5 separate regions of the Mus musculus genome follow, and regions 1, 3, 4 and 5 are each linked to region 2. A link is a contact called in public Hi-C and promoter capture Hi-C data. All regions are on one chromosome and are shown on one strand. The core of a region is the stretch at or near the end of the contact, and the rest is flanking DNA. Distances in the headings are between cores, read along the strand shown. Region 1 has its middle 20 kb from the start of Ces3b. Region 2 holds the start of 4931428F04Rik (RIKEN cDNA 4931428F04 gene). Region 3 holds the start of Ces3a (carboxylesterase 3A). Region 4 holds the start of Ces3b (carboxylesterase 3B). Region 5 holds the start of Ces4a (carboxylesterase 4A).

The links. Promoter capture Hi-C pulls out the DNA fragments that hold promoters and counts their contacts. Hi-C and Micro-C count contacts between places; a contact is called where the count stands out from the background.
Region 1: a promoter capture Hi-C map of embryonic stem cells shows a contact between it and region 2, with 2.9 times the contacts expected there. The contact joins the enhancer-like site here to the promoter of 4931428F04Rik in region 2. A contact is called at or near these places in 21 of 39 promoter capture datasets (the 3T3-L1 cell line, 3T3-L1-derived adipocytes, the C10 cell line and 12 more), 11 of 484 Hi-C or Micro-C datasets (B cells, the G1E-ER4 cell line, the HPC-7 cell line and 6 more) and 5 of 115 datasets of contacts at active chromatin or transcription factors (craniofacial prominence, embryonic stem cells, fetal liver and 2 more).
Region 3: a promoter capture Hi-C map of liver shows a contact between it and region 2. The contact joins the promoter of Ces3a here to the promoter of 4931428F04Rik in region 2. A contact is called at or near these places in 2 of 39 promoter capture datasets (the C10 cell line and liver), 1 of 484 Hi-C or Micro-C datasets (B cells) and 1 of 9 other capture datasets (pancreatic islet).
Region 4: a promoter capture Hi-C map of liver shows a contact between it and region 2. The contact joins the promoter of Ces3b here to the promoter of 4931428F04Rik in region 2. A contact is called at or near these places in 10 of 39 promoter capture datasets (3T3-L1-derived adipocytes, the C10 cell line, the SN4741 cell line and 5 more), 8 of 484 Hi-C or Micro-C datasets (the BV-2 cell line, the C10 cell line, the C2C12 cell line and 4 more), 1 of 115 datasets of contacts at active chromatin or transcription factors (embryonic stem cells) and 1 of 9 other capture datasets (pancreatic islet).
Region 5: a contact with region 2 is called in a Hi-C map of embryonic stem cells, with 2.6 times the contacts expected there. The contact joins the promoter of Ces4a here to the promoter of 4931428F04Rik in region 2. A contact is called at or near these places in 23 of 39 promoter capture datasets (the 3T3-L1 cell line, 3T3-L1-derived adipocytes, the C10 cell line and 13 more), 8 of 15 datasets of contacts at CTCF or cohesin (CD8 T cells, the G1E-ER4 cell line, embryonic stem cells and 3 more), 66 of 484 Hi-C or Micro-C datasets (the AML12 cell line, the AtT-20 cell line, B cells and 33 more), 19 of 115 datasets of contacts at active chromatin or transcription factors (the 230-238 cell line, the NIH/3T3 cell line, the SCID.adh cell line and 9 more) and 3 of 9 other capture datasets (adipose tissue, liver and pancreatic islet).

The regions. Positions count from the first base shown.
Region 1 is chr8:105,102,604-105,105,303 of GRCm38.p6, reverse strand. No RefSeq gene overlaps it. Among named protein-coding and RNA genes, the nearest start is that of Ces3b, 20 kb to the right of the region's middle. Within about 2 kb of position 1,408, at least 8 of the 459 cell types and tissues checked have an H3K27ac peak or open chromatin away from gene starts, as enhancers often do. A contact at or near this core is called in embryonic stem cells and liver, where this site is marked.
Region 2 is chr8:105,288,254-105,290,953 of GRCm38.p6, reverse strand. 4931428F04Rik (RIKEN cDNA 4931428F04 gene) reads left to right here and starts at 1,426. Exons shown (of 8, transcript NM_028888.2): 1 at 1,426-1,550; 2 at 1,789-2,185. It overlaps Exoc3l (exocyst complex component 3-like), which reads left to right. Exons shown (of 14, transcript NM_177788.5): 10 at 1-31; 11 at 150-272; 12 at 350-505; 13 at 598-722; 14 at 804-1,031. The coding sequence ends at 993.
Region 3 is chr8:105,047,176-105,049,875 of GRCm38.p6, reverse strand. Ces3a (carboxylesterase 3A) reads right to left here and starts at 1,277. Exons shown (of 13, transcript NM_198672.1): 1 at 1,165-1,277; 2 at 1-3. The coding sequence starts at 1,255.
Region 4 is chr8:105,082,351-105,085,050 of GRCm38.p6, reverse strand. It overlaps Ces3b (carboxylesterase 3B), which reads right to left and starts at 1,296. Exons shown (of 13, transcript NM_144511.2): 1 at 1,186-1,296; 2 at 1-106. The coding sequence starts at 1,276.
Region 5 is chr8:105,130,430-105,133,129 of GRCm38.p6, reverse strand. It overlaps Ces4a (carboxylesterase 4A), which reads right to left and starts at 1,330. Exons shown (of 14, transcript NM_146213.2): 1 at 1,100-1,330. The coding sequence starts at 1,178.

The DNA of each region.
Region 1 (2,700 bases), core at 159-2,658, 190 kb after region 2:
TATGGATAAATATATATAAGCACAAGTGGGGGAGTGCAGCTGGAGACACAACAACAGGTCCAGGATATATATAGGAGAAAAACAAGATGTTATCAGTGTGTTCAGCTGTGGTGAGCTTCTTGAAAAAACATCATTCTAGGAAAACAAGTCTCTTGTCAGGGTGGAAAAGTACCACCTGTAAGTAAATAGCCCGAGATGGCTACAGAGATGATAGCCACTTTCTGCTAGGAGTCGACTCCCATCAGAGGCCTGGGAGAAGAGACAGATGTCAGCAAGCTTGGGCTCTTACTAACTAGTCTGTGTTCTTATTAACTATGTTTCTTGGGATCCTGGGCATTGTCCTCAGGATTAAAGAAGGGTGTTGATTTTTGGCCAATTTATGCAATTTATCTGCTGGACCTGGCATCTGAGAACCTTGAAAAAATGAAGCAGACTACATACTGTCTGATGCTGTAGACAACCTTACTTTAGTTTCAGTGTGCTTTTATATGCAAATGTAACAAAAGAAAGCAATGATCCAAATAAGATTGCTTGAGTTCAGACAAACATGACCAGAAAAACACGTAAATTATTGCCAGTAAGCACACATGAAATTTCAACAGAGGAGCACTTTCTTAGAACTTTTTTAGAACAGACCAATTGAAATACAATTGCCTGGCTCATATTATAGATTACATGTGGGAAAGCATGAAATCAAGGCAGAAGGCCATATCCAGATTCAGAGTACATTGAGGTGATTGGGTTTTATAGCTATGTTCTGACATCCAGCAAAAATAAGTGTGTTTTATGAGTTGAAAGTAAAGGTTTATCCAAGAACAATCCAGGGAACAAAATGTACCAGGTCGAAGGTCCTCTGCCTTATCTCCTGGAGTGTCTCTCAGTTTCCCAACTCGTTGTTTACCATGTCTCATTCTTTTGACCAAGTTCCGACAGGGGGCAGCTTAGAACCTTGTGAGGGGGCAATACTACCTGAGAAGAGGATCCAAAGGGCAAGAGAAACCAAAGGCCTAAGAGATAGAGGATCAATGGGAAGGGACACCTGTGAGCCAGGGCAAGGAAGAGGAAGGAGATTGATGCTATCTCCAAGTAGCAGGATTAATGTCCCTTTCAGAGCCTCATCTTGTCCTTGTTGTGGTCTTAGGAACTAGATAAAGTGGTACAGAAATGAGTGTAGAGATGGTTTGTAGTAGGTTAAAATGCCAAGGTGGGTGAACAAGGGGGCTACAATCACATTAGGGAAGGAGATTGTACAACAGTGACAGCTTCAGTTCCCCAAGAAGAGCAGGGACTCCCATAGAACAATCAATCAGCCATTCAGAGCATCATCGTGGGCATCTTTGGCCTGCTATAAACTCCAAATTATTTCTTGGTAGAAGACGCCCATTCTACTAAGCATACTAAAATTGTGACGACTCTAATTGACTCAGTTCAGTAATCATTAACTGGAAATGAGAGATCCCTGGAATTCGTGCCTGTAGAGAGGACAGTGAACATTTGCCGAGCTTTTGCTGGGTGCTGATCTAGGTGCTTTATGGATGATCATCTTTCAAATGCTCATGGAAGACAGTATAGGACTACATCACATTACAAGTGGAACAAATGAGCAACTATAAAGACCACAAAGAATTTGCCTAAGTATTAAGCAGAGGACTTGTTTACCTACACTGCAAAAAACTTGAACAACAACAACAACAAAAACAAACTAGTCACTTGTTGGGGTGAGGGTGCTGGGGGGAAGAAGCAGGTGGAGTTTGAGGCCAGCCTGGTCTACAGAGTGAGTTCTAGGGCAACCATGGCCACACAGAGAAACCCTGTCCCAATTACATACAAACAATCAAAACAAAAAACCCAAACAAACAACTGTTGTGTTTATAAAAAGATAGAGAGACAAGGCATATGTTTTGGTTTCAAGCTTCCCTAGCCTTGAGCAAGCTAAACAGACCTTGAGTGGGATGAATTAGCAAAAGAGAAGGAAAATGCATATAAGTTATTTCAGAGCTCTCCTAGGGACAGGAGGAAATTGAGAGACATCCTACTTCCTCTCTGGCTCCTACTGGAGATATCCTTCATTCAGGTTATGCCGCAGACCCTCTGGGTCCCTCTGTCTGCATTGAACAGGTTTCTGGGTGCAGATGGGCAAGGAGTCGGCGGGTGACAGACAGACCAACACGCGAGATTGTGTAGAATCTGAATGTATTGTCACAAAGTGAACACCAGTCTTATATAGTACAGAAAATAAAAGGGGTAGGAAGTCACAGCAGGCAAAGTACATTGAAGTCGCCTGACACAAAACAAAGGAATGACTTCAAAGGATTTACAGGAACCAGGTAAATGTTTACAGTAAAGAAAAAGCAGTCCTACCTAGAGTCAGCTTAATGACAGGTAAGGATTTCACACTCTAGTGTTATTCCTTTGAGCCTTGTGAAAGCTAGCACCAGGGGGTTTTGCTAATGCAATACCACACCCCCCTATTTCCTAGGCCTTAGTAAATTCTTATATGAGTGTAACTTTTAAGTATCTGAAGAATCTCCATTTGTCAGAAGAATTCACCAACTTGCTTCTAATATGCAATATAGCCTGTACTGAAGATTTCTATCTCAGTGGGATTCCCAGGCTCTATTATGGTATTCCCTTGTTTGGGTGAGATTTGCTACTGTCCTTAGTAAATACTTTGCAGACCATCTCTGAGCTGCTGGCTCC
Region 2 (2,700 bases), core at 177-2,676:
GGTTTTGGAAGTACTGCAGGTTGAGCTCCAGGTGAGGTCGCCATCCCAGTCTAGATTGGTAGTGTGAGGGAGAAACACGGTCTATTTATGGTGGCCTCTACGGGATCCGGATCATTTCCCTAGCCCTGTCTGTGCTATGCTTTCCCTAGCCCCTGTTCTCCGCTCTGCCCTCGCGCCGGTGGCTATTGAGTTCTGAGTTGCTAGATGGTGTGTGTGAGCAGACGTCGCACTTCTGCCAGGACTTCTGGCGCGTACGGAAGCCTGGTGTTCAGGTAGGGCGAGGAGAGGAAAGCTGGGGAAGGGGTTGTGCTGGTGGGACCCTATATTCAAACTGATTACTGTCCTGCAGCTGCTGCTGGCAGAGGCGGAACGAACCGTGGTGTTACAATACCTAAGGGCTCTGATGCAGGGCCGCCTAGTGTGCCGCGGTACGGACGAGCGGAGCCAGGCGGCTGAGCGACTTCGGCAGGATGCTGCCCAGCTCAAAGAGCTTTTCCTTGGTTTGGTGAGAGCTCATTGGGAGGGCAGACAGTCGAGGATCTCTGTAGTTGGGTGGGAGCCGAGGGCCCGCTGGAAACCCTGTTCCCATGTGTTCAGGGCCTGGAAGAGAGCGCTCACTGCGCGCCCGTCCTGCTCGCGCTGAGGGAACTGCTCAACCTCCACGACCCCACACTGCTTGGCCTCGAGGTGGCAGGCTTGAGGCAGCAATTTCCCGACGTGAGGTGCGAGGAAGGGGACAGGGGAGGAACGGCCCAGGAGGACGAGGGAGGGCTGGGCTGACGCACGTGGTGGTATTCCTGCAGCGAGGATCACGTCTCTGCCCTCTTGGACCTGCGCGGAGACGTGTCCCGAGAGCATCGTCAGGCAGCACTCAGTTCGCTGCAGGCGGGTCCACCGCCCTCACCGTCCACTGGCCGCCGGGCGCTCTTCAGCCTGGTACCGACGCCTACGCCCTCCCTGTCCTCCTGCCTCCCTTCAGGTCCCTGCTCCTGACACCCATCTGTTTGCGTAATAAAGCCACGTCTACGACACGTCTGAATCTATGTGTTGGGGGCGCGCCGGTGAAAGCAACAGTGCAATTAGGGGTCCGTGCACAGTGGTACATCTATAATCCTGGCTGAATCCTAGTATTCTGGCAGCATCTCACCTATGCAGACATCTGCTCTCTTTGTGGACTGCGTGCCCCGAACCCTGGGCTCCCGTGGAGTACTCACTTCCTATGTATCTACTACCGGCAAGCAGTAAATGGTTTCATCGCCCTCGCCAGTCGCTTTAGAAGCGCGGAAGTTTGAAGAGGGGGAAGTCTAGGACCAGACGCGGTCCAGGGGCGCAGGGTGGCAGCGAATCCCGCCCCTCTTCGCACGTTTGGCTCCGCCCACAGCGAGCTTAAGCACGCCCCCTACGGCGGAGACGGACGTGGCCCTTGCGTCTTCGTGTGAGCGTGCGCGCGCCCGAGTGCGCGTGTCTTTGGCGCGGGCTTCCATGGTCTCGGCGGCCAGCGATCGGCTTTGAGGAGCAGGAACTGCGGGCAGCAAAAGAGGCGTGATCAGGTGGGGGCGCGGCACGCGGACCGAACCCCTACCCCACTCCAAAAACCGAGACTAAATATGACTAAGACTTCACCCTTCTTGATTTACCAGGGAATTCCCCCAAGTCCATTGTCTCCTAGCTCCGCCCTCCATTGGGCACGCCCTTCACCCTGTCTCACGCCCTTTATTTGTCTTCAGGGCACGCCCTCCCAGAGCTCTTGGTTCCTATTGGTTGTTTTCCCACGTTATCTCTTTCCAGGGGTTCTTATTGGTGTGGGCCACACCCTCTCATTTGTCACCAGACCCCGCCTTCAGCAGTCAGGGACTCCAGCCTCACCCTGAATTCATTCATTCTGCAACTAGTGAGTGCGTGGGACGAGAGGGTGAATCAGACCCTTCCTGACCTCGGGGAGTTCAGGGCACGGTGGGGAAATATGGATCTAGCCTCCAGCCATGACAGCCTAGGGCTGTCAAGAAGCCATCAAGACCCTGGGACCCTTTACACATCGGGAAGGCTTCCCAGAGAAAGTGAGGCCTAAACCGGGCCCTGAAAAAAATGGTTAAGAGGTTGCTCCAGGGACACATTGGCAAAAGAATTCTTGGCAGAAGAACCTGAGACGTGAAAGAAACAGGTGAATTCTGGTAATTACGTGGAGGTAGGTGGAATGAACGAAGGGAAAATGGAAGAACTGGCCCATATAGTGGTCAGTAGACATCCAGAAAAGTATACAGTTTGAGGGTGAATGAGATCTGAGACTAGAAGTCATTTTTTAAGCAGCCGATCACTAGGTAAGGTGGAGGAAGACTCCGAGAAGGAGGAGGATGCCGGGGTGGGGGTGGGGGGAGTCTAAACAGGGTATCTAAGTTTGCGAAAGGAATGATTATAGTATTTTTGCTTTAGAGGTCTATTTTTATTATTTCTGGGTATGGGTATATGCATGTGCCCGTGGAGGCCAGAAGAGGGCCTTGGGTCTCCTGCAGCTGGAGTTAGCCTGCGTGGACACTAGGAACTGGATTTGGGTTCTCAGGGAGAGCAGCAAGTCTCTCCAGCTCCATGATTTAGTTCTTACAAGGACTCAGGTTCATCCATGGATCACAGTGGATTACAGTGCTGGATCAGGGACTGTTCTGGGTTCTGGAAGCACAGTTGCACATTATAGAAAGGAAAACC
Region 3 (2,700 bases), core at 28-2,527, 240 kb after region 2:
GTCCTGAGAAAGGGAGAGAAGGGTCATTGGGTGCTGAGTTTACAGTCTCCATGAAGGGGTGGGGGAAATAATGGACTTTTAAAATGAAGGAAGACTTGCTCCTCCAGCATCTATTTGTTGGGTTCTATTCTGAATACTCTCCACCCAGCATTATGGCTAGGCTCTTCAACAAGTGGCTACCTTCATGATTCTTATTTTTTTGTTTTTTGAGACAGGTTCAGCCTGGCCTTGAAAGTGCCTGATGGAGGAGACTGTCCTTTATCCCCTGATCCTCCTGCCTCTACCTTCTCAGTGCAAGAAATACAAGTGTGTGGCTAGCAGGCTTGGCTCCTCTCTCCATGATTATCCCTGACTTCCTCTACCTTACCTTGTGTCCCAATCTCTAGTCTGAATCAGACTTGCTCCCAGCTTGAACCTCAGTTACTCACATGTTAACTAAGGTGTGGTAGTCAACCAATCTGCTTAGCCTGCATTGCTTATTCTTGCCCACTTGTGAAAGCAAGAAGAGGAGGAGGAGCAGGAGTATGGAGCAGGAGGAGGAGGATGTGGAGGAGGATGAGTAGGTCGAGGTGGATGATGACGATGAAGCCAAAGTCGAAGCCGAAGAAGAAGAAGAAGAGGAAGAGGAAGAGGAAGAGGAAGAAGCAGAAGCAGAAGCAGAAGCAGAAGCAGAAGCAGAAGCAGAAGAAGAAGAAGAAGAAGAAGAAGAAGAAGAAGAAGAAGAAGAAGAAGAAGAAGAAGAAGAAGAGAGTATTCTCTCCCCATTTCCCACTACTTGTTCAGTCATCTTGTGCCTCCCCTCTATGTCCTCATGGGGTTATTTGTATCCCCAATTTTTCAGTGATCTGTAAGTAGGCTTCATTTATGACATTCTTTTTCATTTTACCATGACTGATTAAAACATAAAGGTAAGAGTGAGGATATAGCTTAGTGTTGGAGCTTTCTTCATATGTTAAACTCCTGAGTTCAGTCTTTAAAAAAAATAGATCATTCAGATAATAATGACTCTGCCCAGTCGGGATATACCACACCTGTACTCTTCTATTTTGGGCACCTTCTCAGAGAAGGGTGTTCACTCTTACTGCCTCACTCCAGTCTCCTCCTTCCTCAGGTTTGCCACAGAGCCAGAAACCCCACTTCACTCGTTCAGGGAGTATGTCTTACCAATGACAGTGGTAGGAAATATCAGGAGCAGACAGGCCATCCAGACTCGGACACTGGACCCAGCTTGTGCCGTTGTCTCCATATTTGTCATAATGGACTGTGGACAAAGCTGTGGAAAGCTGGAGAGGACTTGCCTTTTATTGAACCTCTTATCTTGTGAAAATTAACTTGGTCTGCCCTGATTGGTTGGAGGCCAGCTCTGAAATTGTGTATTCTTATTTTTTTTGTTTTTGAGACAGGTTCAGCCTGGCCTTGAAAGTGCCTGATGGAGGAGACTGTCCTTTATCCCCTGATCCTCCTGCCTCTACTTTCTCAGTGCAAGAAATACAAGTGTGTTCTGCCTGCTCTCAGATCAGCAGTGTCTTCTGGAGAGGTCTGATGATTTAACACCCTCTCCTCACACCATCTTCCCTCCTCCATAGATAATTTTCAACTCTTGCTTGCCATGGTGCTTCACTCTTAGGACTGTAGCTGCACTGCATGTTAGATAGACTCTGAGCTTGGTTAATGAAGGGAGGAAACTGTGAGAGAGGCCGAGGAGGGGGGTGGGGAAAGGGAGCAGGTGTGTGAAGGGGTGAGGGAGAGGGCTGGGCATGAGAATGGAAATATGTTGGGGCATTCTGGGACTAGTTTGAGAACTGGGAATGGGTGAGGAGGATCCTGGGAGTCTATGGGGGTGACCCTAGCTGAGACTCTGAGCATCTGCGGATATGGAGACTGAAGTGGCCACTTCCTGTAGCCAGGCAGGATTTCTAGTGAAGGGACACAATTTGTCCCACTTATGAGATGCTCAGGAATAAAGATGGAACAGAGATGGCCCAATGACTGGCCCAAGTCAAGATAAGGTCCTATTCTCTGAAGGAGGACAGAGCAAGCAGAAAAGAGCAATCATTCCAAGAAAGACTGAAGCCCAGAAGCACGGAGACATCTCTAAGTCTCTAAGCCCAGCATCCACATATCTGTGATGAGGGATGTCCCAAGGCCTACTGCATTGCTGTTACATGTTAGCATTTTTCATAGACTTATATATTGGGGTCTGCAACTTTTCAAGCCTAGGAAGCATCTTGCTGTTTCCCCGACCTTTATAAGGTCCTCAAGTAACCATTCTGGTTCCATTTAGGCATTACCCCATTGGGAGACCCCCGGAAGCAACTCTGAACCTGCAGCAAACTTCTGTCAAAATCTAACAAGCTTCAAGACCCCTTATTTGTATTCTGAATGCACATAGTCCTGGTACCTTATGCCCACAATGAAGGTATGCTGAGGGTGGAAGTGTGGCCTAAGCCTGCTGGATCACAACCACAGAAACTGCTCAGTGTGTCACGAGGAGGTTGGGAGCTGGAGGTGAACTTGTAGAAGGAATCCCAGCCTGGTCTTTAAAATAGAGAATAGTCTTTTGACTATTATTGTAGGAGGGGCATCCTTCAGGGTTCTGAGATGTCTACCACATATTCTTCAAATTGTCCTAAACAGAATATGTATGCATGTGTATGTATTTTTTAAAAAAACTACTTATTTTTGTTTTATATGTATGTT
Region 4 (2,700 bases), core at 47-2,546, 210 kb after region 2:
ATGCCCAGGAAGACATTTACCATGCGGTCTGTGTCCTTCACACCCACCTGCCGGCCTCGAACACGACCCAGGGGGGTATCCACTTCAGGCTGAATGACTTTGGGTCCTGAGACAGGGAGAGAAGGGTCATTGGGTGGTGAGTCTACAGCCTCCATGAAGGGATGGGGGAAATAATGGACTTTTAAAATGAAGGAAGACTTGCTCCTCCAGCGTCTATTTGTTGGGTTCTACTCTGAATACTCTCCACCCAGCATCAGGGCTAGGCTCTCCAGCAGGTGGATACCTTCATGATTATTATTTTGTTTTTGTTTTTGAGACAGGTTCAGCCTGGCCTTGAAAGTGCTGAATAGAGGAGACTGGCCTTTAACCCCTGATTCTCCTGCCTCTACCTGCTCAGTGTGAGGATTACAAGTGTGTGGCTAGCACGCATGACTCCTCTCTCCATGATTGTCCCTGACTTCCTCTTCCTTATTTTGTGTTCCAATCTCTAGTCTGAATCAGACTTATTCCCAGCTTGAACCTCAGTTACATGTTAAATAAGGTGTGATAGTCAGCCAGTCTGCTTAGCCTGCATTGCTTATTTTTGTCCACTTGTGAAAGCAAGAAGAAGAAGATGAAGTAGAGGAGGAGGAGAAAAGAAGGAGAAGGAGAAGGGGGAGGGGGAGGGGGAGGGGGAAGAAGAAGAAGAAGAAGAAGAAGAAGAAGAAGAAGAAGAAGAAGAAGAAGAAGAAGAAGAAGAAGAAGAAGAAGAAGAAGAAGGAGTCTCACCCAGTTTTCCACTACTTGTTCTGTCATCTGGTGGCTCCCCTGTATGGCCTCATGGGGCTATTTGTATCCCAAATTTTTCAGGGATCTGTAAGTAAGCTTCCTTTGTGACGCTCTTGTTTGATTTACTATGACTGATTAAAACAGTAAAACATAAAAGTAAGAGTGAGGATACAGCTTAGTGTTGGAGCTTGTTTCGTATGTTAAGGCCTTGAGTTCAGTCTCTAATAAATAAATAAAAAGATCATATAGATAATAATGACCCTGCCCAGTCGGGACATACCACGCCTGCACTCTTCTATTTTGGGCAGCTTCTCAGAGAAGGCTGATCACTCTTACTGCCTCACTCCAGTCCCCCCTTCCTCAGGTTTCCCACGGAGCTGGAAGCCCCACTTCACTGGTTCAGGGAGTATGTCTTACCAGTGACTGTGGTAACAAATGCCAGGAGCAGACAGGTCACCCAGACTAGGACACTGGACCCAGCTGGTATCATTGTCCTCATATTTGTCATAACGGACTGTGGACGAAGCTGTGGAAAGCTGGGAGGACTTGCCTTTTATAGTACCTCTTATCTTGTGAAAATTAACTTGGTCTGCCCGATTGGTTGGAGGCCAGCTCTGGAATTGTGTATTCTACGCTCTGCCTGTTCTCAGAGCAGGACCAGCAGAGTCTTCTGGAGAGGTCTGACTATTTAACACCCTCACCCCACCCACTACCCCCACTCCCACCACCACCACCCCTCCTCTGTGGATGATTCTACTCTTGCCTGGCATGGTGTGTCACTCTTACAACTGCAGTGGCTGAATTGCATGTCAGTCAGACTCTGAGCTTAGTGAATGGAGCGAGGGAACTGGGTTGGACAGAGTTGAGGAGGGGAATAGGGATAGGGATCAGGTTTGGGAATTGGGAAAGGGCTGGGAGTGAGAATGGAAATGGGGGCGGGCAAATCTGGGACTTGCTGGAGAACTGGGAATGGGTGAGGAGGCTCCTGGGAGTCTATGGAGATGACCCTAGCTGAGACTCTGAGCACCTGGGGATATGGAGACTGAAGTGGCCACCTCCTGTAGCCAGGCAGGACTTCCAGTGAAGGGAAGGGGATATCAACTCACCCATGAAATCTTTGAGCCACAATTTGTCTTGGCTATGAGATGTGCTGGGATAAAAATGGAGCAGAAATGGCCCAATGACTGGCCCAAGTCAAGATAAGGTCCTATTCTATGAAGGAGGACTGGGCAAGCAGAAAAGAGCAATCATTCCAAGAAAGACTGAAACCCAGAGGCAAGGAGACATCTCTAAGTCTCTAAGCCCAGCATCCACATACTCTGTAATAAGGGATGTCCCAAGACCTACTGCATTGCGGCTACATGTTAACATTTTTCATAGACTTATATATAGAGGTCTGCAACTTTACAAGCCTAGGAAGCATCTTGATGTTTCCCCGACCTTTATAAGGTCCTCAAGTAACCATTCTGGTTCCATTTAGGCATTATCCCATTGGGAGACCCCCGGAAGCAACTCTGAACCTGCAGCAAACTTCTGTCAAAATCTAACAAGCTTCCAAGACCCCTTATTTGCCTTCTGAATGCACATAGTCCTGGTACCTTATGCCCACAATGAAGGTATGCTGAGGGTGGAAGTGTGGCCTAAGCCTGCTGGATCACAACCACAGAAGCTGCTCAGTGTGTCACTAGGATGTTGGCATCTTGAGGTGATCTTGTAGAAGGAATCCCAGCCTGGTCTTTAAAACAGAGAATAGTCTTTTGACCATTATTATAGGAGGGGCATCCTTCAGGTGTTCTGAGATGTCTACAAAACATCCTTCCAATTGTCCTAAACAGAATATGTATGCATGGGTTTTCACTTTTTTAAAAAAAATAGACATAAATGGGAGAAGTCCTTGGTCCTAGGAAGGCTCAATAGATGTCCCAGTCTAGG
Region 5 (2,700 bases), core at 81-2,580, 160 kb after region 2:
CAAGAAGTATAATTTTCTTTTTTGTTTTTGTTTTTTCGAGACAGGGTTTTTCTGTATAGCCCTGGCTGTTCTGGAACTCACTCTGTAGACCAGGCTGGCCTCAAACCCAGAAATCTGCCTGCCTCTGCCTCCCAAGTGCTAGGATTACAGGCATGTGCCACCACTGCCCGGCAAGAAGTATAATTTTAAAAACATCTTAAAACTAAAATTGTGCACATGCTAATACCACAGTTATGTGTAAATATACAAGAAGGTAATATCACAAAATGCTAGAAAGCAGTTTTTATCAAAGCTTCTCTAAAACAACATCATCATCATCAAGAAGAAGAAGAAGAAGAAGGAGAAGGAGAAGGAGAAGGAGAAGGAGAAGGAGAAGGAGAAGGAGAAGGAGAAGGAGAAGGAGAAGGAGAAGGAGAAGAAGAAGAAGAAGAAGAAGAAGAAGAAGAAGAAGAAGAAGAAGAAGAAGAAGAACTAAAACAGAAGAAAAAAAACTGATGTAATTTTTTAGGCAAAATAAATTTGCAATAGAGGTCAGAACAGTGAGTGGTCACTTTGGAGGTGTTGACTGGAAAATGGCACATAGAATCCTGGCAATATTCTAAATATTCTAGATTTTTGTCAGAATGGTGGTCACATCATCTATATTTTCAGATATGTGCATCTTGTTGTATGTGTAGTGAATACCTCAATAAACAGTTGTTAATGTGTTATGCTCTTTTCACAGTTCAGAGAATAACACTCATTTTAGAAAGAAGGATGCTGGGGAGAAAGGCACAGATAGAGGCCATATATGGCACAGGAAGGCGGAAGTGGACGTCTGCTTAGGAGAAAAAAGGCAGGAAGGAGTGGGGAAAGGCCAGAAGGAGGGACAGGGGCAAGTCATGTTCTCAGGTCCCTCGCTGATCCCAGGAGGTAGGAGACACAGTCCTCACTTTGCAGAGCAGTCTTGGGGCTCACAGAGGACAAATGACTTGCTCAGACTTCTAACACACAAGACCTTTGAAATATTGCCCTCCATCTGCCTAGATCTTGTCTAAGTCCCACTGTGTAGAAGTGGCTGAGCCAGGACTGGGATCCCCAGTAGAGGTGACTATCTTACCTAAGGCTGTCTGGACTACCAGGCACAGGGTGAGGCTCAAGCCCAGAATCCACTTCATGTTCCAGCCAGCTTCTGCCATGGGCTGCAGTGATGCCTACACTTCTGGGGTCAGAAGGGAGCTCTGAGCGCAGCGTGGAAGCACCAGAAAGTTCTGCCTTTATCTTCTTGATTCCCATCATCAGAGGCTGGGGCTGGAGGAGTTATGACCAGCTTCTCGCCAGCTGTGGAGCCTTGTCCCTCCTCCTTGGGGTGATAGGTCACACTGTATGGTTTTGGCTCTTCAACCAAACTGGCTTGCCTGCAATCCCTGCCCAGTTTGCTCATTTGGCAACAGCTTGAAGGTACGAGTCAAGCTTCACCCATTGAGTAGGAGCCAAGACTGGAGCCCTCAGACATGCTCCCCATGGACTGAAGAGCGCTGGGTTCTCTGATTGCCTTTGCTTTGTGCAGATTCTTGTAGGTGCTCCTCTGCACAGGTTTCTCAGACAGGATCATCATAGAGGGTAAGACTGTGTCAGGAACAGGAAGTCAGTGTGGTGAATACTTACATTCCCACTGGAGTCTAGATCTAAAGGCAACCATGAGAAGGTTCACTTAGTGAGACCAGGGTAGTGAGTGAGGAAAGGTTCCCCAGGGAATAAAGGTTGACCTTTGTGGAATTGGACAGAAAAGGGAGATGGAGCCTGGTGTTTATAGTAGCAAGTGTGGGGCTGGATGGGAAGAGATGGGTCCATGTTTATTAACACATCAGGCGGGAGTCCTAGAGTCTTGGCATATCTTTAGGAAATGGGTATCTAGGGGTTTCTGTGCTGGGAGGGTGAAAGGTAAGGGCATGTCTTTCTTACTGACTTATAGTCTCCAGCTCTGTAGATCTGACACGTGATGGATATACACCATTTTCTCCAAGGCCCATTCACTGAGTTCTCAGAAATGTCCTTTATTGAAATCCTTACCCATTCGTGTGGCTTTTCCTCTCTCCTCAGGAATACGATGTTCACTGCCCAATCGCCATTGATTGGGCTCCATAGTCCTCTAAGGAAGGCCTCAGACAGGCTCAAGGTGGGTTATTGCCTGCAAGGTCAACATGGGAACCATTTGGTATGTTGCATCTAACCAATCTCCTTACAGTCTGCTCATCATTCACAGTGTTAGGCTACAGCACCCCGTTTGCTGGCATCAGGCTCTGGGCTGGACAAGCCCCTCCATAATGGGCAATATTGTTCTGTCCTATACTCCTTTAAGAATGATTCCTATGGGAAGCCCGGAGAGATGATTCAGTAGGTAAAGTACTTGCCACACAAGCTTAGGGAATCTGAGTTTAAGTTCTTAGAATCCGTGTAAATCTGGGCGCGGTAGCACGCGTCTACACTCCCAGTGCTTCTTACAGTGAGATGGGAGGCAGAAACAGGAGAATCTGGGTAGTTTGGGAACTAGCTCAGAAAGTGTACGCAGCAGCAGATGCCAGCATGAAGAGCCCCTCTTAAACCAGGTTTAAAGTGAAGACTGACTGACACCTGAGCTTGCCCTCTGACCTCTAAATACGCACCATGGCACATGCTCACACACACTTATGTAAACATGCACATACATGTACACACAAC